4 separate regions of the Mus musculus genome follow, and regions 2, 3 and 4 are each linked to region 1. A link is a contact called in public HiChIP or PLAC-seq and promoter capture Hi-C data. All regions are on one chromosome and are shown on one strand. Each heading gives the region's core, a stretch centred on a gene start, on an enhancer-like site or on the middle of the called end of the contact. The rest is flanking DNA. Distances are from core to core; before and after follow the strand shown. Region 1 holds the start of Agtrap (angiotensin II, type I receptor-associated protein). Region 2 holds the start of Angptl7 (angiopoietin-like 7). Region 3 overlaps Mtor (mechanistic target of rapamycin kinase). Region 4 holds the start of Mtor (mechanistic target of rapamycin kinase).

Evidence for each region. Promoter capture Hi-C pulls out the DNA fragments that hold promoters and counts their contacts. HiChIP or PLAC-seq counts read pairs in DNA pulled down with a chosen protein or histone mark.
Region 2: a contact with region 1 is called in a promoter capture Hi-C map of the HPC-7 cell line. The contact joins the promoter of Angptl7 here to the promoter of Agtrap in region 1. A contact is called at or near these places in 4 of 39 promoter capture datasets (the HPC-7 cell line, cranial neural crest and liver), 1 of 115 datasets of contacts at active chromatin or transcription factors (bone marrow-derived dendritic cells) and 1 of 9 other capture datasets (pancreatic islet).
Region 3: a contact with region 1 is called in an H3K27ac HiChIP or PLAC-seq map of large pre-B cells, with 2.5 times the contacts expected there. The contact joins the enhancer-like site here to the promoter of Agtrap in region 1. A contact is called at or near these places in 4 of 39 promoter capture datasets (the C10 cell line, the HPC-7 cell line and neural stem cells) and 2 of 115 datasets of contacts at active chromatin or transcription factors (embryonic stem cells and large pre-B cells).
Region 4: an H3K4me3 HiChIP or PLAC-seq map of neural tube shows a contact between it and region 1, with 6 times the contacts expected there. The contact joins the promoter of Mtor here to the promoter of Agtrap in region 1. A contact is called at or near these places in 20 of 39 promoter capture datasets (the 3T3-L1 cell line, 3T3-L1-derived adipocytes, the C10 cell line and 14 more), 5 of 484 Hi-C or Micro-C datasets (B cells, the Ba/F3 cell line, erythroblasts and 2 more), 23 of 115 datasets of contacts at active chromatin or transcription factors (the 230-238 cell line, the SCID.adh cell line, bone marrow-derived dendritic cells and 15 more) and 3 of 9 other capture datasets (adipose tissue, macrophages and pancreatic islet).

Annotation. Positions count from the first base shown.
Region 1 is chr4:148,085,839-148,091,406 of GRCm38.p6, forward strand. Agtrap (angiotensin II, type I receptor-associated protein) reads right to left here and starts at 2,226. Exons shown (of 5, transcript NM_009642.5): 1 at 2,079-2,226. The coding sequence starts at 2,105.
Region 2 is chr4:148,497,526-148,503,093 of GRCm38.p6, forward strand. Angptl7 (angiopoietin-like 7) reads right to left here and starts at 2,937. Exons shown (of 5, transcript NM_001039554.3): 1 at 2,416-2,937; 2 at 463-563. The coding sequence starts at 2,764. The region is part of intron 28 of Mtor (mechanistic target of rapamycin kinase); the gene reads left to right.
Region 3 is chr4:148,469,251-148,474,818 of GRCm38.p6, forward strand. Mtor (mechanistic target of rapamycin kinase) reads left to right here. Exons shown (of 58, transcript NM_020009.2): 16 at 117-209; 17 at 972-1,106; 18 at 1,322-1,451; 19 at 2,664-2,914. Among named protein-coding and RNA genes, the nearest start is that of Mtor, 23 kb to the left of the region's middle. Within about 2 kb of position 2,186, at least 39 of the 459 cell types and tissues checked have an H3K27ac peak or open chromatin away from gene starts, as enhancers often do.
Region 4 is chr4:148,446,660-148,452,227 of GRCm38.p6, forward strand. Mtor (mechanistic target of rapamycin kinase) reads left to right here and starts at 1,923. Exons shown (of 58, transcript NM_020009.2): 1 at 1,923-2,028.

The sequences.
Region 1 (5,568 bases), core at 976-3,475:
AGGGCTTCACAAGTCTAGTCCAACCTGAGCTGCTTCAGTTTAGCTCCTGCTTAAGACAAGCAAGAAGCCCAGTTAGGGACCCGACTTCTTTCACAGAGCCTGGGCCAAGTGCTGAGAAGAGCTGGTGTCTTTTTAAAAGACAGAGAGGGTGGACTGAAAGGGGCAGCCAATGGTGTCCCAGCTGCCTCCCATAGGGACACCAGATCTTGCAGACAAAATAACACAACACCCAGCCTCATTCTGAATTTCAGATTGTGAATGATTCAGTGTGTCCCCAATCCTGAGACACATGGTACGACTTTGTCCTTGATGCGAAGCCCAAAAGTGACTGGGTGTTACTTCACAACCCCTAGCCTGGGCACTGCCCTTCAAAGCCTGCAAAGCACACATGATCTCAGTGGAGGGCCTAGTGTTTGTATGCTGGGCTGGAAAGCCTGCTATCTTACATTTGTGATGGATACACTGTACCTATCAGGTTCTAAAAGACGATGTAGGCCATCAAAACCAAAGTTAGCCCAAAGCAACAATACCAGGAAATGCAAACCACTGGAGCTGAGTCTTTGGGGGTTCGAATCCTGACTGTACCACTTATTTCTTGGGAGACTCGGACAATTTCCTCGTATGATCTAAGCTGAAGTTTGCACCCCGATAAAAGAACACGGCTTCTCTAGGTCAGGTATGGTGGTGCACACCTTTAATCCTAGCACTCAGGAGGCAAAAGCAAGCAGATCTCTTGTCAATTCAAAGACAGCCTGATTTCTATAGTGAGTTCCAGGCCAGCCAGAGCTAGATAGCAAGTCCCCCAACTCTAAACAAAAACGACAGAGTACAGCTTCAGCTTTTTCAGCGGAGGACGGAGACTAAGAAAAACAAGCAACACAGGTTGGGGATACGGCTCGGTTGGTGGAGTGTTTCCTTATCCTGCAGGAAGCCCTGGGTTTCATCGCCACTACTGTGTAATCCTGGCACTGGAGAGGTGGAGGCAGGAGGATCAGAAGTTTGTGGCAATCCTCAGGTACACAGTAAGTTCAAGGCTACACAGTAAGTTAGTACACGAGACCCTGACTCAAATGAATAAAACATATCAGCCCATAAACATCACATTTTTCTCACCTGTTCCTGCGTTTTATTATTATTTGTTAGTGTGTGGTCCTGGGATGGAACCCCAGGCCTGGGGTGGGCTACTCAAATGTTCTACCATTGAGACTTGTGCTGTCCTCGTAATTATTCCAGCAGAATAAGGCAGAGCCTGACCTCCAGACTGCCTCCAAGTCCTGCCTGTAATTCTGTCCCTAGATAATGGATCGCTCAAGCCCATTCCTTTGCTCCAATCTCCCTCCTGCTGCTAGCCAGCAGTTTAGGAATGGGAAACCGGCCAGAGCAAGTCACAGCCCAGCCCATATGAAATCACACAACTGCTCCAAAGCACCTCTATCTTCCGGCCCTTTCCTCTCAGACACCAAAGGGTGCTAAATGGCTTAACACCTGGGAGTCTTAGGGTTTCACGGAGCTGGCACCAAAGGCCCAAGATGGCCGGTTTACTTCCAGGTCCACACGGTTCTGGCCGAAGCTAAGTGGCCAGCACCTCTGTTGCAAATGAGGAGGGCTGAGAGAGAAAAAGAACTTAGGAAATGAAGACATCCTACGCAGCCCCGCTGCCCGGAGCTCAAAGTAGCCTCTGGGGTTTTTGATTTTAGGAAACCTCTTAAGTTCCTGCTTCTTAATTATGAAATAAGGACGCTGCATGTGGAAATTAGGGAGAAGCAATTGTTTGGGGACAGCGGATTTCTCCTAACTTGAGCCAGCACTCAGACAGACCCCCCCCCCCGAACTGCACTGACCTCTCAGAAGGATAGATGTCCCTGTCCTGCTGTGGGGGACACCAGGAGCGCAGGCCCGGGCGGTCCGGTGCCCGTGCCAGCCTGGGTCTGTCCGGGAGGGGCGGCCCTGTCCGTCTCTGTCCCCAGGTGTCCCTCTCCGTGTCCGCCGCCTCCTCCCCGGGGCTCTGGACCTTCCCTTCTGCTCCGACTCCGTTCCCCAGGTTCCTGGACCCCCGCCCGCCCCGGCCGCGCGGCCACCTTCAAGTTCACGGCAGGCAGCTCCATCCCGACCCGGCGGAGGGCACCTGAGCGACGGCCGCGGGGACTCCTGGGCTCCGAACTCGGGAACAAACTTCCTGGCCCCGCCCGTCGCGTTGCGCCAGTTCCAACGGCGGGAGGCCAACTCGCGCGGCCACGTGACTGCAGCCGGTTGCTAGGAGACGGCGTCAGGCAGCTGCTCTTGCTGCTAGGCTCAGGCTCCTGCTACTACTACTGCCTAGGCCTCTACCAGCTCCTGTGCTTCAAGCCAGGAGGTCGGGATTTCTGCAGCCTAGGGGCTCAACGGGCTGCCTAAGTGGGATCGAGGTGAGGTGGTGGGACGACCTACAGCCAGAGGAGCCTGGGGCAAGCGGGCAGAAACTGCGGGTGTGGTAACAGTTGGTGTCTGCCCAGAACATCCTCTCTCCTCTCTTACTTCCCTTGCACAAGAATTAGAACAGTGCCTACCTCATCATCTTTGTGAGGATCAGTGAATGAATTCATGTCCATAAAGATAAAAAGTGAGGGTTGGAGAGGATTCCGTGATTAAGAGCACATGTTACTACTTTTTCTAGGCTTGGGTTCCCAGAACCCACATGCCGGCTCACAATCATGTACTTGTGATACAACCACCCTCTTTTGTCCTCCGCAGGCTCCAGACACAAGTGCATATACACACACAGGCAGGTGAGACATTCGTATACACAAGACAAAAATAAATAAATCTGAAAAAAAAATCGAAGCTCTGTTCTTACTGTATTAAATTTTCCTTCCAAGCTTATTGGATTTCAAGAGAATTTCATAGAATACATTAAAAAGAAAGGAAGGAAGGGGAAGTCGAGGCAAAGATATAATGATATCAAAGCCTGCCTGGCTTATAAAGTAAGACCGTGTTTATGTCTTATTGATCTACTTAGTGGGGTGGGTGGATGCATGCCACAACATGAGTGGGGAGGCGAGAGTGTGGATGGTTCTCCTTCCATCCTGGGTTCTGAAGCCAGGGTAAGGAAAGGGAGACAGGACCTGAAGTCAAGAAAGGGGCTTTCCAGCTGATGGCTGAATAGCCCCCACCACAAGGGAAGGAGAGGCTGGAGGACTCTAGAGCCCAGCAGTTTAAAGCCAACCTGGGCAACAGTGAGACTTTGTCCAAAAATGAGGGGGTCAGGGCTCAGTGTTATAGCATCTGTTTACCAGCATCTGTTTACAGTACCAGCATAGCCTAGGTAAAGTTCCAAATGATCAGAGCTGTGCCGGGTGTCAGTGGCTGATGCACACAAGCTCTAGTACCACCAATATATGAGGAGCCAGCCACTTGGAGTCCACTTGCCCAACATAGCAAAAGTTGGAAGACATTCAGTCAGGACAATTAACAGGAAGTCTCCCCTGCTGAGCCTTCAGACATGCTGAGAGCTCTCAGGAGGCGGGAGCTGCCCAGCCTGGGCTGGTGGGTGTGACTCCAGAAGAATAGAAGCCATATGGGAACCCATGAGACCCCCTGAGTGGACACAAGATGACATCTAGGTCACAGATCCCCAGATAGGACTTTTCTTCTGGGAAGATGAGAGAAGTTGGGGCGGGGCAGACCTAATTTAATAGCCCATTTGAAGGCACAACCCTCAGTCCCCAAGGAAGGCGAACTACAAGTCTGCCATTGTAATGGACAGCTATTCTGATTTTGTTTCTAGGCAGAGTATTTCTGTGATGTCCAGGCTGGCCTTGAACTTGAGAGTTTCCTGTTCTATCCTCCCAAGGGCTGGGATAGCAGGCATGTGCCTTTACCTGGGTCTAATTATGGTTTATTGCATAAGTTTATTTAACTGTTATAAAAATTATATACAGTAGCAAGTTGTTTCCATACCTGTATGGCAATATATCCTGTGATGTTTATTTCTTAATCATGTTTCTTTAGTTTGTATGTTGATATGTAGGCATACATTCCATGCCCCTATGTGGAAGAGGACCAACTTCCTTGAGTTGATCTTCACTTTTCTACCTTGTTTTTGAGCGAAGGTCTCTTCTTGTTTCTACCATTTTGAACACACCAGGTTAGAATCTGAGTGATCCTCCAATCTCCATCTCCCAGTTTCTGTAGGAGTGCTGGGATTACAGATGCACACTACCACATCTGATGTCTTACATGGGTCCTGGGAATCAAAGGCCAGTCGACAGGCTGGTGTGGCAAGTGCCTTTAACCACATAGCCATCTCCCTGGCCCTTTAGCCTGGGCTTTGTGAAATATTTATGTATTTAACTCTGGTGTGTGTGTGTGTGTGTGTGTGTGTGTGTGTGTGTGTGTGTGTGTGTGTATGTGTTTATGTGCACATGCATATATAGGAGTCTGCAGCGGTCAGAAGAGGCACTGATCCTTTGGAATTGGAGTTGCAGGTGGCTGTGAGCCACCATATGGATGCTGGGAACTAAACCCAGGTCCTCTGCAAGAGCAGTAAGTATTCTTAATTGCTGAAGCATCTCTCCAGCCCTCTGTACCGTTTGTTTTTGTTTTTGTTTTGTTTTTTTTCCATTTTCTTTATAATTCTTTTTTTTAAAATATTTATTTATTGATCATATGCAAGTACACTGTAGCTGTCTTCAGACACTCCAGAAGAGGGAGTCAGATCTCGTTACGGATGGTTGTGAGCCACCATGTGGTTGCTGGGATTTGAACTCTGGACCTTCGGAAGAGCAGTCAGGTGCTCTTACCCACTGAGCCATCTCGCCAGCCCCTTCTTTATAATTCTTATTAGGTATTTTCCTCATTTACATTTCCAATGCTATCCCAAAAGTCCCCCATACCCTCCCATCCACTCCCCTACCCACCCACTCCCACTTTTTGGCCCTGGCATTCTCCTATACTGAGGCAGATAAAGTTTGCAAGTCCAATGGGCCTCTCTTTCCAGTGATGGCCGACTAGGCCATCTTTTGATACATATGCAGCTAGAGTCAAGAGCTCCAGGGTACTGGTTAGTTCATAATGTTGTTCTACCTATAGGGTTGCAGATCCGTTTAGCTCCTTGGGTACCTTCTCTAGCTCCTCCATTGGGGGCCATGTGATCCATCCAATAGCTGACTGTGAGCATCCACTTCTGTGTTTGCTAGGCCCCGCTCTATACCGTTTTTAAGGGTTAGAGTGTAGCTCGGTGGTAGTGCATTTGCCTCGTTTGTGTATGTGTGTAGCCATGAATTTCAACAGCACACACACACACACACACACAGAGAGAGAGAGAGAGAGAGAGAGAGAGAGAGAGAGAGAGAGAGAGAGAGACTGTTGATTTTGCTCCTTTGGTAAAATGCTTCCTTAGCATCATGAGGCCCTGGGTGGGATGTCTAGAACTGTATAAACAGTGTGGTGGCATGCATCTATAATCTCAAAACTCACTCTAGGGGCAGAAGTAGGAGGATTCAGAAGTTCAAGGCCAGCCTAGGCCAAATGAAACCCTGTTTCCTTGTGGTGGTTTGAATGAGAATGGCCCCCCATAGTCTCATATGTTTG
Region 2 (5,568 bases), core at 1,687-4,186, 410 kb after region 1:
CTTAAGGACAGACTTCCCAAGCTGTGTGCTGTATCTATCTAGTGAGTCAGTGATCCTTGTGCTCTCTGCATTCTCTAGCAGAAACACTGCCCCCAACGTGGAGGCGGGGGCACGGTGGTGGCTAGCTTGGGAACGAGTGTCAGTGGGGCATGGCGGGCAGGCAGTGTGAACACAATGTAAATGGGAAAATCAGGTACTTCCACGTGTCTCCTTCTAGTGTCTTCCCTCCTCCTAGAGAGAGCTGATCTCGTTCTGTGTCGGGAAGAACTAGGACAGCTGATTCTGCAGACAGTAGCGGGCTGGAGTGGAGGGAGGGGCCCGTAAACTGAGCATTCTCACAGTCCATCATGGGGTACATTTGATTCTTGAACTTCCCTTTCCATAGACCAGAAGAAGTCCTGTTATCCATGTACCTTTCAGGGCTGGAGGACAAAGGGTAGGGCAGGGCAGTAGTGACCTCACCTCTAGCTCAGGGCTCCCCAGGAACTCGTCAGGAGGAAGCTTGTACACTCCAGAGATTCGGTAGTTCTTCTGGTACAGGGAAGAACAGTCATAGATGGCATCTGTGAGGGACGCAGAGTAAACAGAGATTTGGGCCTTGAGGTTGGTCAGACATGCCTGGTGCATCTGAGCTGGATTAAAAACCAAGACTTGATTTGTACCTCAGCGTGCCCGTGGGTAGTTCCCCTGGGGTACCGATGTCGAGAAGTGGGCATCAGGGCTGAGAGGCCTGCTCAGGCCGCCTTGGTTATGGGGCAGTAGAGTAAGGGGATTCTTAACCTGTGCCAAGGGACCGTTAAGCAGGAAGCTTCGGGCTAAGTCTAAGTAAGACATCCTGCTGAAGTGCCAGGCTGTGAATTCCAGAAACAATAATGGTATGGTCTGCGAAGGGCACGTGGCAGCTGCCCTGAGAGAAGCTTCAGGCTTGAGCTAGAGGCAAACTCCAGAGTATTTCAGGGAGTTTGGTTTTATGTTGTTTCTCAGCTACCAGCCAACAGGTACTCAGATTAAGGGAGACAGATTGGAAATCTTCTCCCTCCCCAGTCTCACATCACTAGATGCTCAAATGAAAACCAGCAGCACTTGAGACTGTTCCTAAAACTTTGATAAATCAAGGAAGTGGGGCTGGCGAGATGGCTCAGCGAGTAAGAGCACTGACTGCTCTTCCGAAGGTCCTGAGTTCAAATCCCAGCAACCACATGGTAGCTCACAACCACCCATAATAAGATCTGACTCCCTCTTCTGGTGCATCTGAAGACAGCAACAGTGTACTTATGTATAATAATAAATAATTCTTTTTAAAAAATCCAGGAAGTGAAGTTTCCCCACTTCCCCTTGGGCTTGATCTGAAAGCTTCCATGGCCGCCTTGAGGCTCTGTCCTGGGGCTTCAAAGAAGCAGCTGTTTTTAGCAGACTCTGTGGCTGTTGCCCCAAGACACTTCTGCATGTCTTGAGACTTTTTCCTTGGTGCCCCTTGGCTGGAGACTTAGGGAGCATAGATGAAAGTGGGAGATGCCAAAGTGCCTATTTCCTCTGCAGAGCGTGCTGGGGGGGGGGGGGGGGGGGAGGAATGAGGATACCTGCCCTTCCTCCCAGCCGACTTCTAGGAGCAAGAAGTGGTACAGTCAGCCCTGCGTGCATCTGGCCTGGCCAACATGACCAGTTCCATCTCACAGAACAAATGAACACACACACTCTCTCTCTCTCCCTCCTTTTGGTAAATGAGAACCCCTAACTTTCTGTTTTCAAACTGAGGGTCAGGAGGCCCAAGCTCTGAAATCATTTGTTTTTGTTTAATTAGCTAACAGACTTTTCAGGCTTAACTTTCAGCAAAACTTTTTCTTTGTCTGAACCAATGATAGCCAAGGTCTTACTCACAAGAAGCTAATCATGTCTTCTTGACTTGGTTTATTGTGCAGTAAGCATTAGTAAGAAATGCTTCATCTATAAAATATACTTACTCCAAATGTTTTCCAGTAACCTCAGAAAATTAGATCTTCATCTGAGCAGCGATTCATTTATTAGCTCATCTGTGCCAAGTTAACCAACAACTGAATGTTTTTTTCTCAAATAACTCACTGCGTGTGCCTTCCTTATTTTCAGCCACTAAAAGGTCAGCACTTCAGCATTACATTTACTTGTTCTCTCTATTATTTGGAAGAATTTTATTAGCCACCATGGGAGAAAGAAGATCAGAATTGAAGAACACGAGGAGTCTGTCCTTTGTTGAATACAAAGGTTTTCTTCAAATGTCCTGGCTAAACTCGCAGGATATCACTAGCCCAAAGCTTGTGCAATCATAGATCGTACATTCCCAAAAGCCCCCGAAGTTGTTGAGCAGGCTATCCAGAAGCAGAGCTGGGGCCAGGAGACCTTGAGCAGGCGCACGGTGAGGAGTGTGGAGGCAGCACTTACCTGCCGAGGTCTGCGTGACGGTCTGCGCAGCCTGCAGCTGCATGATGTCAATCTGGTTGTTCATCTCAGAGTACTTGCTCTCGGCAGTGCTGAGCCGAGACTCCATGTGCTTGCTGCTGCTCTCCAGCTCCATCACCTGCATGACCACACTGACCCAGTCGCTCTCCTGCTTCCTGCTCAGCTCTCCCAGCAGACTGCTGAGGTTGGCCACCTGGGCTTTGAGCTCCCTCATCTCCTCACAGCAGCCCGCTGCTTTGAGCTGTGTCTTGCGTTTATGAGGCTTCTGCAGCCACACTGGGTGGCTGACAAAGGCTACAAGGATAACACATAGCCAGGTCTCCCTCAGCATGGTGTGCAGGCCTGTTCCCCTTAGAGTCTGTCCCTGGAGAAGTAGGAAGCTTCTTTCTCTGACCCACACTGGCAGTTTTCTTCCTTCCCCGTGATCTCCTTCCTCTGTGTGCTTGCTTAGCCTTTCTTAAAGCTAGAGATTCTGAAATGGAACTCTTTCCTTCCTTAGTCTGAATACCCCACCAAGGCAGCATCTTAAATATTGTTGCTGCTGTACCTCCACCCCTACGAGGGCCCTGTGTGCTAAAGCCCCTCCCACCTCATCTGGGAGGGTCAGGTGCCTGTTGAGTGAAGTCAGCGTAAACCTAGGCCAGAGGAGAGGAGGAGGGGGACAGGGCAGTGTTTGTTTCCTCGTCTGTACAGTCTCTGGGCTCAGACAGGAGCTGTGAACTTGTTTCCAGTTGCGCCTATTAGATTATGGCCTGCCAGCCACTGGCTCAGCTCTATCAGCAGACAGGCAGAGTGGAAGACTTTCCCAACTCCTGTCTGAAGGTTATATAACACAGATTGAGGGTGAGGTAGCAAGAAAGAGTTGGACTGGAGACTGCTGAGCCAGGGAGGCTGGCTAAGGTAATGCATGCTGTTTACTCCAGGTCCTGGTTTATCTGGGCTGAGATGAGTCTTAACAGGGCTTTGTCTGGCCATCATTCGGTGTTCTTCAAAATCCTGTTGAACCTGATCCTTGGGCGTCAGGTGGTTTGCATCTGTGGGGCTGTCTTCCTCTTTACACATTCTCCTTCTAAAACGATCTTTCAACATTTACAAGGAGTTGTCATAGTTTGGGGCAGAGAGAAAGTCTCAGCCATGCCAGGCGTGGTCTGGGGTTGGTCATCCACACTTCTGTCAGGTTCTGTCTGGGCAGCAGTGAGTGGGCCTGACCTTTACCCAAGGCTCAGACTCAGAGAGAAGATTCCCTAGTACATGCAGATCAGAAGGCTCGATTCCCTCTGTGCCTGCAGCGTGGTTTGCAGCTTGATGCTGGCCCCTATACCTACGTACACAGTGTCTGAGAAAACGGGGTGATGGCAGCTTTCATACCTTTAATTGAAGGGCACTGCTCTTCTGAAATCATGTAAAAGATGGAACTTTCCCTATAACTGTACAAAGGTCCCTCTGTCCTTATGGCAGGAGCTCTGTCTGACTTTATAGTGTGGGTCCTACAGCTTTGCCTACCCTGATCCCTCAGAGTCTTTCCCAGATGGGTTTCTGGCTCCTCGGAAAGTGATTTCTGCTCAGACAGCTGGAGTTACTTAGCAGGGACCCATTTCTGAATATAAGCATTGGGTGCTCAGACAGACGACTGTCTGTTTCCTCTCACTCCTGTCTTTTTTGCCTCCTTGGGCACCAGGTTGTTACTAACATCTTCTTAGCTACCTTCTCAGAGTATCTGACTGGGTGATGGCACTGTGCTAGTCCCTGCTCTTTCTTAGTTTTCTCAGGGAATAGCTAGTTTAGCAGGGCTGTAGAGCCTTTGTTGGTTCTGTGGAGTTTATTAGTGTTCAGCATCAGAGTCTGCTAAACTCTGTGGAGCTCTTTAAGGTAATGTCATATCTATCCAGTGAGGCTGTATTTAAGTCATGTCCCAAATGATCATATAAGTAGCATCCTAGCTGACCCTCCTGCCCTGGAACTACAGTGTCTTAGTGCAGAGGAGAGTGAGCACCAGGGCCAGGTCAACCTTTGCAGTGAGCACAGTAAGCCAGCTGCTTAATATTCAAGCAGAAAGCATTCGCATTTTGATCTTCACATCACACCATACATAAAATCTCAATTCTGCATTTAAATTCTGGAGGTAGAAGGCAAAGTCACAACACACTGGTGTAGGGGATTACCTTCAGCATCATGAGATAAGCCAGACACCAAAACTGGCAACATCAGGGAAAACGTGAAGGTGTGCAGGCCAGCTGTGGTGGCACTCTCCTAATGAGGCAGAGGCAAGAGAATTGTAAGGGTTTGACCACCTGAACTACACAGCAAGTAGAAGCATGGCAAGAGCTGCATGGTAGAAAGAAACGGAAGAGCTGGAGAGACTGTGCAGCAGCTAAGAGCACTGACTGCTCTTCTGACGATCCAGAGTTCAAATCCCAGCAACCACATGGTAGTTCACAACCATTTATAAAGGAACCTGATCCTCTCTTCTGACATGCAGGTGTACATACAGACAGAACACTCATATGTTTAAAAAGAAGAAATAGCGCCGGGCGTAGTGGCACATGCCTTTAATCCCAGCACTCGGGAGGCAGTGGCAGGCAGATTTCTGAGTTCGAGGCCAGCTGGTCTACAAAGTGAGTTCCAGGACAGCCAGAGTTATAAAGAGAAACCCTGTCTCGAAAAAAAAAAAAAAAAAGTAAGAAAGTAGTCATTTCTTTTCAGCCTACAGCCCTGAAAAGGAGTATGAAGTCAGGCAGTGTTTGCAGTGTGTGCTCTTGTATATACCGGGTCCAGTGGGAATAAAGATGTCCCCACCCAGCAGAGCATGGGAGCAAGCTAGGGTTCATGATGGAGGAGATCTGAAAGGTGCATAAACATGTGCAAGCTCTGCCATCTCATGAATCAGCATGGAAACTCACATTTCAACCATAACAAGGCACCACTACATACCAGCCAGAAGAGCAGGGGTGGAAAAGCTGAAAATATCACATTTTAACAGGAAAATAGATTGCCTGAGTTTTCTGGGTTTTCTTGTACTACTGAGGAAACCATAAACAGTAAAACCAGCAGTATGTCTCACAGAGCTGAGCACAGCCTGTGACCTGCAAGCACGTGTACTCTGAAAGACGCATTCAGGGGTGTTCATAGAAAGGC
Region 3 (5,568 bases), core at 936-3,435, 380 kb after region 1:
CCCTGCCTCACTTTCTGGCGTTTTGGACATCCTAGGTGTAAGCCACCACGCCCTTCCTAGAACAGCGTCTTTATCCCAGGGTCTCAGCCCTCTGCCTTCGTCTGCTCGCTCTGCAGGTGAGCGGCCTGGAAATGCGGAAGTGGGTGGACGAGCTCTTTATCATCATCATGGACATGCTGCAGGACTCCTCCCTGCTGGCCAAAAGGCAGGTGAGTGCCACAGGACCAGGGGGCACCACAGTGGCCCTAGCCAGGTCTTTGCAGAGCTTGGCAGACATTTTCTTTGAATGGGGAAAGAGGACAGAATCTCGGAACAAGCTTTGGCTGTCCTCCTGTGCAGCTCAGATCCGGGCTGAGCGTCGCCCTTTCCTCTGCATAGAGGGAAATGCACTCTGCTTGTCGAGCCCCAGCTCCTGGGGGAGGAAGCAGGCTTGGACACTGCTTGTGGAGGCAGACAGCTTCCCCTCGTTCTCCAGCCACTGGGGGTTACTAGAGAAGTAGTCCAAAGCGGAGAATAGTCTTAGCTTCCTTCCGCAGCTCCTGTTAGTCATTCAGGATACAAAAGAACCACATTTCCTCTGAGAAATGTGGGAATATTCTGTATGGTTTTTTTCTTTGATTTTTGTGGCAACATCTTACTCTGTAGTCAATAAGTAAGTCAAGTTACTTACTGTGTAGTTAGAACTGGCCCTGAACCAAAGGCTGTCCTCCAACTTGAGCCTCCCTGGTACGGAGAGTACATTGGAAGCCATGACTCCCGCTCTATTCTTCACCTTTGATGCAGTGACTGTAGGCTCATGCTTGACCAGCTGTTAGTATGCCCTGACTCTAGGATTCCATGCATGGTTAGTGACTTAACGGTCTTCTCATTGGTCCTGACATCTCAGTTCCCTCTCAGTACAAAGAGAATGCCTGTGCTTTCTTTTTTTTTTTGTACTGGTTCAATAAGCATGTGGCCTTTTGTTGATTCAGGTGGCTTTGTGGACCCTGGGACAGTTGGTGGCCAGCACTGGCTATGTGGTGGAGCCCTACAGGAAGTACCCCACTTTGCTTGAAGTGCTGCTGAATTTCCTGAAGACGGAGCAGAACCAGGGCACTCGGAGAGAGGTACACAGCACGGCCACCTGCTCTGCAAAGACTTGAGGACATGATGGCAGTAACCCAGCCCACACTGGGAGGGCGTCCTGTCTGTCTCTGCTCTGTTGATGAGATGATAGTTTATGTGGGAGGTGTGGTGTGTAGGACAGGAGAGTTGTACCTCAAATCCTCTTTAATCGGATGTTGGGGTAAGTGCTTATTGTTGTCTTCCCTTGCCTGCTCAGGCTATCCGAGTGTTGGGGCTCCTTGGGGCTTTGGATCCCTACAAGCACAAAGTGAACATCGGCATGATCGACCAGTCCCGGGACGCTTCCGCTGTCAGCCTGTCAGAGTCCAAGTCAAGTCAGGATTCCTGTAAGTTAGGACTCACGTCCTCCTGTCCATGGTAGGAACAACCTTGGTCAGGGAACTGATAGGTACTGAATCTCTTGGCAACTTGTGAATGAAGAGCCTGTAGTCCCTGCGTCTAACCAGTCCTGTCTCTGCCCAGGGTCTTTGTCAGGGTTAACAGGCTAAGTCTGGGTTACTTTTGACCGCTGTCGTCTGTGTCGTCTTTTGTTAGTGCTTCTTTTTTTTTTTTTTCTTCTTCTTTTATTCCTGGGCCCTCATGAAGGGGGAGGATAGCTCTTGTTTTCTCTGTTTCATTTGAATGAAATCAGGACATAGAAAGACCAGTAGCCCCACAAGACCTGGGCCCCTTCTTTTTGCATCTAGTCTGACAATAGAGACCCATTGCCTTTTGACAAGGACCCGAGCGTTTGGGAACGAGGGTAGAATATGAGTTTCTAGCCCACCATCTACTGGGGAAAGCCTGTTGATGAAATTGAAGGTTCAACAATGGTCTCCTCAATGCTGTAGCAGAATATGATTTTACAACAATGAAACTGTTTGTTCCCTATAAGCTCTTTAGGCTGGTTGTTTGGTTTTCTCCATTTATTTCCTTCTCCCATCTGGGGTAAGGGAGTGTACTGTGTGGCTCCCCTTTGCTCCCTGACCGTGAAGAGCAGAGCCCAGGCCAGTTACTCGTGTTCCTCAGCAGCGCCTGACGTCCTGTCTCTCATCCCCTGCATCTCACCTCCTCACTGCATGGCACCATGGCCAGGACAGAGTCCTTGCTGTTCAGGGTATGGCATATGCCTGCTAACATGTCTGTAGTCCCTGTGGGACTAGCCATCTGTGCAACAGATGTTTGCCTAATTTACTTCCCTTTCCTTTCATTTGGAGGAGTAGTTATTTTTATTGATGGTTCCAGCTCTGAGGTTGTGAACTGTGACGCTGAGAAGCTACGTTAAACCTAGGAATTTAGAGAAAACCCATCATGCACTGTTTCAGGCTTTGGTGCTTTGGGTAGTAGAAAAGCTCGGATGAGCTCTGCTCCTGACAGGGGAGCCTATTCACCGCTTCCTAATAGCCCTGCGCTCGGCGTTCACAGCACTGTCAGAACATGCAGGAGAACACATGCATGCTGAGGCCTCTGAAGGGGCTTTGTTTGCTACTAGCCATGCTTTGCCTCACATCGGAGGCCCGCCACCAATACTTACGACTCTCTCTGTCACCTTGTCCTAGCTGACTACAGCACCAGTGAAATGCTGGTCAACATGGGAAACCTGCCCCTGGACGAGTTCTACCCCGCTGTGTCCATGGTGGCCTTGATGCGGATCTTCCGAGATCAATCCCTCTCTCACCACCACACCATGGTGGTGCAGGCCATCACCTTCATCTTCAAGTCCCTGGGGCTCAAGTGTGTGCAGTTCCTGCCCCAGGTCATGCCCACATTCCTTAATGTCATCCGAGTCTGTGATGGGGCCATCCGGGAAGTAAGTACTCAGCCCTTCCCTGCTCGCCTGCTCGGCAACACACTTGGCCTGCACCGAGAGCACTGCCTCTCCTCCCTTGGCCTCTGGCACCTAAGTGTGGAGCTGGGTCTGTCCAGTTCTACTCCATCCCACTGGATAACTAGAAGATGAATAGTCCAGTGGGAAGAGACAGCATTGTTCTCAGTACTGTAGATGGCTAGATTTAAATCAGGCTGAGTTTTGTTGTTGTTTGTATGTTTTTAAGGTCTATTTTTATAAATTTTAATTATATGTAGGTGTGGGTGTGGAGGTGTGTACATGTGCCCATAGAGACCAGGGCATTGGGGCCCCTGAAACTGCAGTTACAGGCTGTTGTGAGCTGATGGGGTACTTTGGCAAAGGTGTGCTCTTATCTACTAAGCCATCTTTCCAGCCCCAAACTGCTTTTGTTTGAACTCAAGGCCTCTGACTTGCTAGGCAAGGACTCTGCCCTCTGACTGTATCCCTTGCCCTTTTATTCTGAGAGAAGATCTCAGTAAATTCTGTCAGCTGGCTTTGAGCTCTGAGCCCAGATCAGCCTCAAACGTGGAGTCCTCTTGCTTTAGCCTCTGTGGTAGCTGAGGAAGGCAAGGCAGAATCAGCCATTTTTAGTGACAGTACTATGTAGATGAACACGCATAATCCTTACTAGGTCGAATGGTACCAGCCTGTCCTATTATTGTTGGTTCTGAATTGGAGCATGTGATCAGTATCTGGGAGCGAGCCCTCTCCTGGGCAAGGCTTGCCTTCTTGCTTTGTCACTGATGGGAAGTCTGTGAGGTCACTCTGGAGAGTGACCATGCTATTCCCCAGCTACCTTTCACCCAGTGGCTTTTAGAATTCCTCCGTAATCCTTGTCAGGTGCTAAGCTGGTGGCTGCATCGTGACTATGTAGTTCTGTGATATAAAGAGTGGTTCGTGGCGTCTGTACCCATGCATGCATGGTGTGTGTACCAACAACACACCTCACTCTAGGGGTTCAAGGCAGCACACAGTCCTTACTAGTCTTAGAATGACCCTGAGGGTATACAGGCTGCGCTCTGCTTGGAAGACTATGCTTAAATTCATTATCTTTCCCTCAGTGACATACTTAGAGGTAGGTAGTAACATTTTATAAACTGCTTCCTGACTTTGTGGCTGAAGTATAGAATGGTTTTTTGTTTTTGTTTTTGTTTTTTAATCCCTTTTTGGGACAGGATCTCTCTGTGTTGCCCAGGCTGGTCTCAAATTCCTGGGCTTGAGGGAATCTTCCTAGCCACCCAGGTACTGTGACTTGAGTTCTGTGCCACCATGCCTGGCTTTCAGTCCACTTTTGTGCTTTGTTCTTAACAGTTGTCAGCCTCGTTAGATTCTTCACTCCATTCGCTACAAACACTCCCAGACTTTGATTCTAGACAATTACATGCTCTGAAAATAAAGGGAGCTTGGATGTTTTTCTTTGTAAACTGTAAATCATTCATTACTGCTTTGAGTGCCTCTGGGTCTCCACTGCAGTGCTGCTTCAGCAGGGGAGGCTGCAGACCTTTGCTCAGGGCTCTCTTCCTGCTGACTTTAGCTGCTGTCTCCGTTTTACCGCTAGTTAGAGCCGCTACTGTTGGAGGGTTTGGGTTAATGTTTTTTACAGTTTTTAAACATTCCCTTACAGTCTTCAATTATTAAAAGAGTTCTTTTCTTTTTAATCATGAGTTGATACTAGATTTACCAAATGCCTTTCCTTTGTTTTAATAATCATCCAGGATTTTTTTTTCTCCTTTAATGTCTTGTTTCATTGTGTTGAAATAAGTTCTAATGTCGAAACACAGCCACTCTGGTTATGACAGGTTGTTTTTTGTTTGTTTGTTTGTTTTTGGTGTTTTGATTTTTTCGAGACAGGGTTTCTCTGTGTAGCCCTGACAGTCCTGGAACTCACTTTGTAGACCAGGCTGGCCTTGAACTCAGAAATCCGCCTGCCTCTGCCTCCCAAGTGCTGTGATTAAAGGCGTGCGCCACCACCGCCCGGCTGACAGGTTTTTTTAGCTTATCAATACAGTATCTAATATTAAATTTAGAATTTTTACATGAAATAGACTTTATCTGTAGTTTGGAAACTACAGACACAAGATTTATTTAGCTTTTTTCTCATTCTTGTCAAGGGGTCTTACAACAGCTTCAGCCTTTTCTGTGGAGCACTGGCTCTATATAAATGGGAGCATTGTCATTGTGAGAATGCTCTTGTCTTATTTATGTCTCCATTTCTTGCCAGAGATTGGCCTTAGTTGTTTTGTTTTGTTTTGTTTTAGATAGCCACTTCTGTTGTATTTCTGTCTTATATCTTGCTTTTTTTAATCTCACAAATCTGTTCTTTATTATTACTTTCCTTGATCTGCTTTTTTTCTAATTAAAAAGTTGGTACTCCTAAAATGACAGAGCAGATAAAAATGTTTGTCACACAAGCCTCGTGACCTGAGTTTCATTCCCAGATACCCTGCACAGGTAATATGCGAGAACTGACTCCCTAGAGTTGTCTCTGACCTCCGTGTGCTTGCTGTGTGCCATCCTCATACCCACTCACACACTAAAAAACAGTCATGTGCTGGGCAGTGGTGGTGCACAGACAGACAGACAGACAAAGACAAACCAGTCATGTATGCCTGTAA
Region 4 (5,568 bases), core at 673-3,172, 360 kb after region 1:
CCCCCAGGTACACAGTCCCATGTAACCCTGGAGGTCCATTCTTCCCCATCACAGATAGCATCCATCCAGATCATAGAGACCATCCATCGACCCAGCCCGACCCAGCCCGCCCCACCCCCATAGCTTCTCTCTGCTTTCCCGAGACAGCCTTGGCAGTTGGAAATAAACTTTTTCTTTTTTCACCTATGGAGCAGCTATTTTGGTTTCTTTGCTGCACCCGTTTCATTCCCTTGAAAGCCAGTCTCACCTGGAACTCTACATAGCAAGTTTTAGGCCATCCAGGGATGTACAGCAAGGCACTGTCTTAAAAATAAAAAATAAAAGTTAGACATAGTGAAGAACAGCCAACTTAGAGGAACACCTTATTTCCTTAATTACCTTAACCAAAAGTGACAAGACAAAGGATTTAGGTCACCTGCCAGTTTGGTTCCTGGGCCACGCATTAACACTTGCCTGGCATGTAGATTTTCTGAAAGCTTTATTTCTTCAACAGTTCTTTTCAATATACAAATAATTGGTGGCACAGTCTAAAGAAAGTGTGTCTTCCCCAAATCTCATTACATTTTAGTTGGCATTTCCCCAAATTAGTATCTAGGAAGTGTTATCAATGCTTTATAAAGGGTTGTATTGTAGTATAACTTGTACTTTGGTGTGTTTTTAATTTGTTTTTTAACTTAAAAACATTTAACGCTTTCAACTAATTGGAAATCTTTACCTTACTAGCAAATATTTATCTGCATTATCATTACTAATAGCTTCACATGTTTCTTTTAATATTAATGTGTTTAATAGTTCACTCAAATTCCTAATTCAAGCTATTTAGGAATTTTCAGTGTGTATTACAACACTGATAAAAAAATAAAGATTTAAACAAAAGATCTGCATAAATTTCATATGAAAAATTTTAATGATACATTTTTATATATTGGAGCAGGTTCTCTGGAAGGGCCTTAAACACTGAGAAATCTCCCTAGTTCAACCTTGAATTTCTGACCCTCTAAACCTCCACCACCAGAGTTCTGGGAAGACAGGCATGCACTTTACACAGTGCTGGGAATTGAACCCACGACTTTCATGCCTATCGGGCAAACACTCTTTATTTTTGGTTTTTCGAGACAGGGTTTCTCTGTGTAGTCCTGGCTGTCCTGGAACTCACTCTGTAGACTAGGCTGGCCTCGAACTCAGAAATCCACCTGCCTCTACCTCCCAAGTGCTGGGATTAAAGGCGTGCACCACCACGCCGGGGTGGGCAAACACTCTTATCGACTGGTTTACATCCCTAGCTCCGGCTATTGCCCGTTTGAAAAATAAAAAAAAATTTTTAAGGATTTTTCTTTAAAATCTTGTATTTAAAGTAGTTCGGTGATCATCTTATCCTGAGAATGAGCTCACAAGTAAGGCAATTTGGGGACAGTGAGAATAAAAAAAAACAAAAACAAAAACAAAAAAACCCTTGCAAATGCATATTCAGTTTTACAAACGAGAAAGCAAGAGTTCCTCAGTGAACCGATTTCCAAGATATGTCTTCTGCAGTGATTCGAGAGCGTCGGACACTCGGCCCCTTCTCAGCATCCCGAGCACGATCCCTAACCTCTGCCCCAGTTCTTTCAACAGGTCCTTAGGGTACCAAACCGTGGCTCCACACGGTCACAGCGTGTGTGGAGGGGACTTGTAGTAGCGACGTACCGGAAGTGTTCGTGGAAGTGACCGAAGTCAACTCACGACTGATTGGCTCTTCGGAATAGTCCTTCGCCTCCTTTTGCTTGCCACTGGTTGCTCGTTTTGTCTATTTGAACAATCCCCGCCCTCGAGAAGCCGGTCCCGAAGCTCCAATTCTTCATGATTATTGGTGGATGTTCCTCCCCATCTTCGAGCTCGGCCCGCTGATTGGTTGTAGCGCTTACGAGCCCGCCCTCCCCACCTCCCTGGCCTAGAAGACAGCGGGGAAGGCGGGTGTTGAGGCTGGGGGCCTGAAGCGGCGGTACCGGCTCCGGCGGCGGCAGCTGAGGCGGTGGCCGAAGCCGCGCGGTGAGTCTGGGGCCTGGAGTCGGGCGCTTGCGGCTGGCGGGACGGCCAGACTCCCAGCCAGTGTGGGCCGTGCTGGGGGAGGCCCGGGAAGCCGCCTGTCTGAACCGTACAGCGCCCCAGCACCAGCTCCGCGCCCTCGGGGAGACCCCCGCAGGCTGGCGGATCTGCTCCGGGCCTTCCGTGGAGCATTTAGGTCTCCTTCTCGGGCTCAGGACCTGGAACTCCAGACCCACCTACTGACGGTGGAGCCTGTCCCCAGGAGCTCCAGTTTCGGGATCTGCCCCCTACACTTCACCATGGAGACCTGCCAGGAACCCAGACCTCCGCGCCCACGCAGGGTCAGCCTCAGGGTCACGCCCTCCCTTCACGTTTCAACCTTTCAACTCGAATTCCCCTAAGGCATTCTCACAACCTTTGGGATTTGTGACTCAAATAGTTACTTTGAATCCAGCCTGGGGCAGCTGGCTTGTGGGTAAACCTTCAAGTGACTGTCTAATTACTGACGTGATGAGAATAGAAAGTCCAAGTCGGTCTCCTTCCCGCTGCCTCGTGTGCTTACACGCTCAGTAGTGGTTTCTTCCGCTCTAAAACGGCCCAGTTCCTTTTATAGTATTTTATTCCCCCTGTAGTGTAGCGTTTGAAAGCCTTTCAAGACTATTTTACTCCTTATGTTTTGTGTTTATCCCTAACCCCGGCATGACCTTGAATTTCTTGCCTCTCCCTCAGTGCTGGGCTTAAAGATGTGTGGCATCGTGCCTTGGTTATGAGGTGGTGGGGATTGAACAAGGGGTTCTGTGCATGTTAGGCTGTGTCTCACAGATTCTTTCAAAGCCAGAGTGCTTCGGGAATTGTTTTTGTTTTTTAGTATACTCTGGCAGGATAGGTGTATATGTTAGTTACTGCCATGGCATAGTGGGCTAGCCCCTTTTTAATGGCCACTTTATTGGGGTCCCCTGGATGGTAAACTTATTGAGGGAACAAACATCACATAGTTGAAAAATGAGTGATAGTGTTGAGCTCACCATTTGAGTGTGTTGCTATTTCCTATGGTGTGTGTGTGTGTATGTATGTATTTGTTTCTAGAACTGCCTTCCCAACCCAGTGAATGCCTGTTCGTCCTATGAAATGGTGCAGTACTTGTATATAACCTTTTGTATGCTTTAAATCACACCTCCCTTGCTTTTACCTTCAAACACTATGAATGGTTGTTATACTGTACCATACACTATGAATGGTTGTTATACTGTACCATACACTATGAATGGTTGTTATACTGTACCATACACTATGAATGGTTGTTATACTCTACCATGTAGCAAATAATGACAAGAGCACTATTTATTGATGGGGGGTGGGAGGTGCCGTGCATGCAGTGGTGTGCACGTTGATGTCAGGACAAATTATAGGAGTTCTCTCCTTTACCTTGTTGGTCCCAGAGATCGAACTCAGTCATCAGATTTAGCAGCAAGCTCCCTTTCCCACTGAGGCATCCCTCCCACCCACACCCTAGGATATTCTGTCCATCCTTGGTAGACTCTCCAGGTTCAGAATCCATGGATGAGACGAGCTAGCCATGCTAGTACCCTGCACAGCTGCACTATGCCATCCATACAACAGCCTGTAGCCACATGTAGCTGCTGAGGTATGACCGATCCAGATCGGGATAGTTGAATGCGAGATTTTGGAAACTCGGTCTCAAAATGAGTTTTTGAATTATTGGATCGAGTACGCCCTGTGAGTTTCACCTGTTTCATTTAAAATTACATGGAGGGCTGGCAATATCTCAGCACCTAAGAGCACTTGTTGTTCATCCAGTGGACCCCAGTTGTCAGGCCACTCTCAACTGCCTGCAACTCCTGCTCCAGGGACTCCAATGTCCTCTTCTGACCTTTGCAGGCTTCTGCACATATGTGGCATACACTCAGATAGTCATGCATAAATAAAATAAAATAACATAAAATGACTCACGTGACTTGTATTATATTTCTGTTGGGCCAGACTGCTGTAGACTCCATACACTCCTGCAAATGACAGTCTGAGGAAAGGAGAAACCTTAGTTTTAGTTCTCTCTCTTCTGCCCTACTCCTGACTTTAGACCACATCTACAATAGTTATAAAAGCGAAGAAGAGCTGTGTGTTGCACTCCCAGAAACACTTTTAAATGTGTAAATCCTCACCTTATCCCACGAGTTAGGCTCTTCTACTGAGGTGCCATGGAAATTGAGGAGTCTTAAGTGTCCCCCTTAAGGAAGGTGACTTTGCCTCAGGATTTAAGCCCAGGTAGTCTCTGGAGTCCCAAGCCTGGCATAAATGAGTGGAAATCCGTGTTAGGAAGGCCACAGAGGAATTTACTAACAGAGTTTATAGAGTATTGAAGGATGGGGCTGGGGACGGTGTTCCGTCTCGGTAGAATGCTTGCAGCATGCAGAGCCCAGCTTGGAATCTCAGCACCCTTCGACTCCTAGCTTGGTGGTTCCAGGCCGTCAACTGTGGCGTGAGTTCAGGGTCATGCTATGAATAGAAGACTGGCTGAAAAAAATGAAAGAAAAAGATTTTTAAAGGGGCCAGCAAAATGGCTAAGTAGACAAAGGTGCTTGCTGCCAGGGTTGACAGCCTGAGTTTTATCTCTGGGATCCACATAAAGAGACAACTCCTGCAAGTTGTCCTCTCACCTCACATATGCTGTGGTATGTGTGTGTATGTGTGTGTGTACATAAATAAATGTAAGTTTAAAATGTTTTAATTTGAAAAAAAAATGTGTGAAAATAACTTTTATTCACCTGTATTGATTGTCTGTGAGGCTTACTACCTCCATCTGCTAACCTAGGTCTAGTCCTGGGAGCTTCTACCCTCCATACAATATAGTCCAGGCCTAGAATGTTTTCAGCCTCTTGAGACTTGCTGCCGAATAAGTTCACCCTTTCTAGCTCTTTCTGATCTCTAGTTGGCTGGCTCAAGTCAGCTGTTCTGGCTGAAGCTCACCCCTCAGCTGATTGATTCAGTCTGGTTCCTCTCAGCCTCCCCTGAATTGCTCTGCCTGGCCTCAGACTAACTCTAGCAATCTTTTCTAATCTTCGCCTCCCTCCTATTCTTTTTCTCATGCTGTCTTTTCCTGTGTCTAGCTTGTTTTCTCTTCAGTCTGTCTCTGTGAAACTCCCAGTAAAACTGCCTTCTTCTCCCTCTCAGCTGCTCTACTCTCCCTCTCACTATACTGTCTCCATGAACTCTACTGTACCCCCTCACTGTACTGTCTCCCTCCTGTACACTCTCCTTAAAGTAGCTTCCCTTTCCCCTCTCTTCTCATGAGAGTTGGCCATATCCTATTCTTTCAAATCTTTGTCTGATTTGTTACTTTATCTGCCTCTCAATTAGACATCACTTTCAAACATGGGTGCTTCCTTCTACACACTAACTTAACCTTTATTGTTTAGGGTTAAACGTGTATACTAAGGGCATGTCTGTATTCGAGCCAGAGGGATTAAAGGTGTGTACCGAGGGTCGAGCTACACCATAACTAGAAACAGGTTCAAATATCCTGTA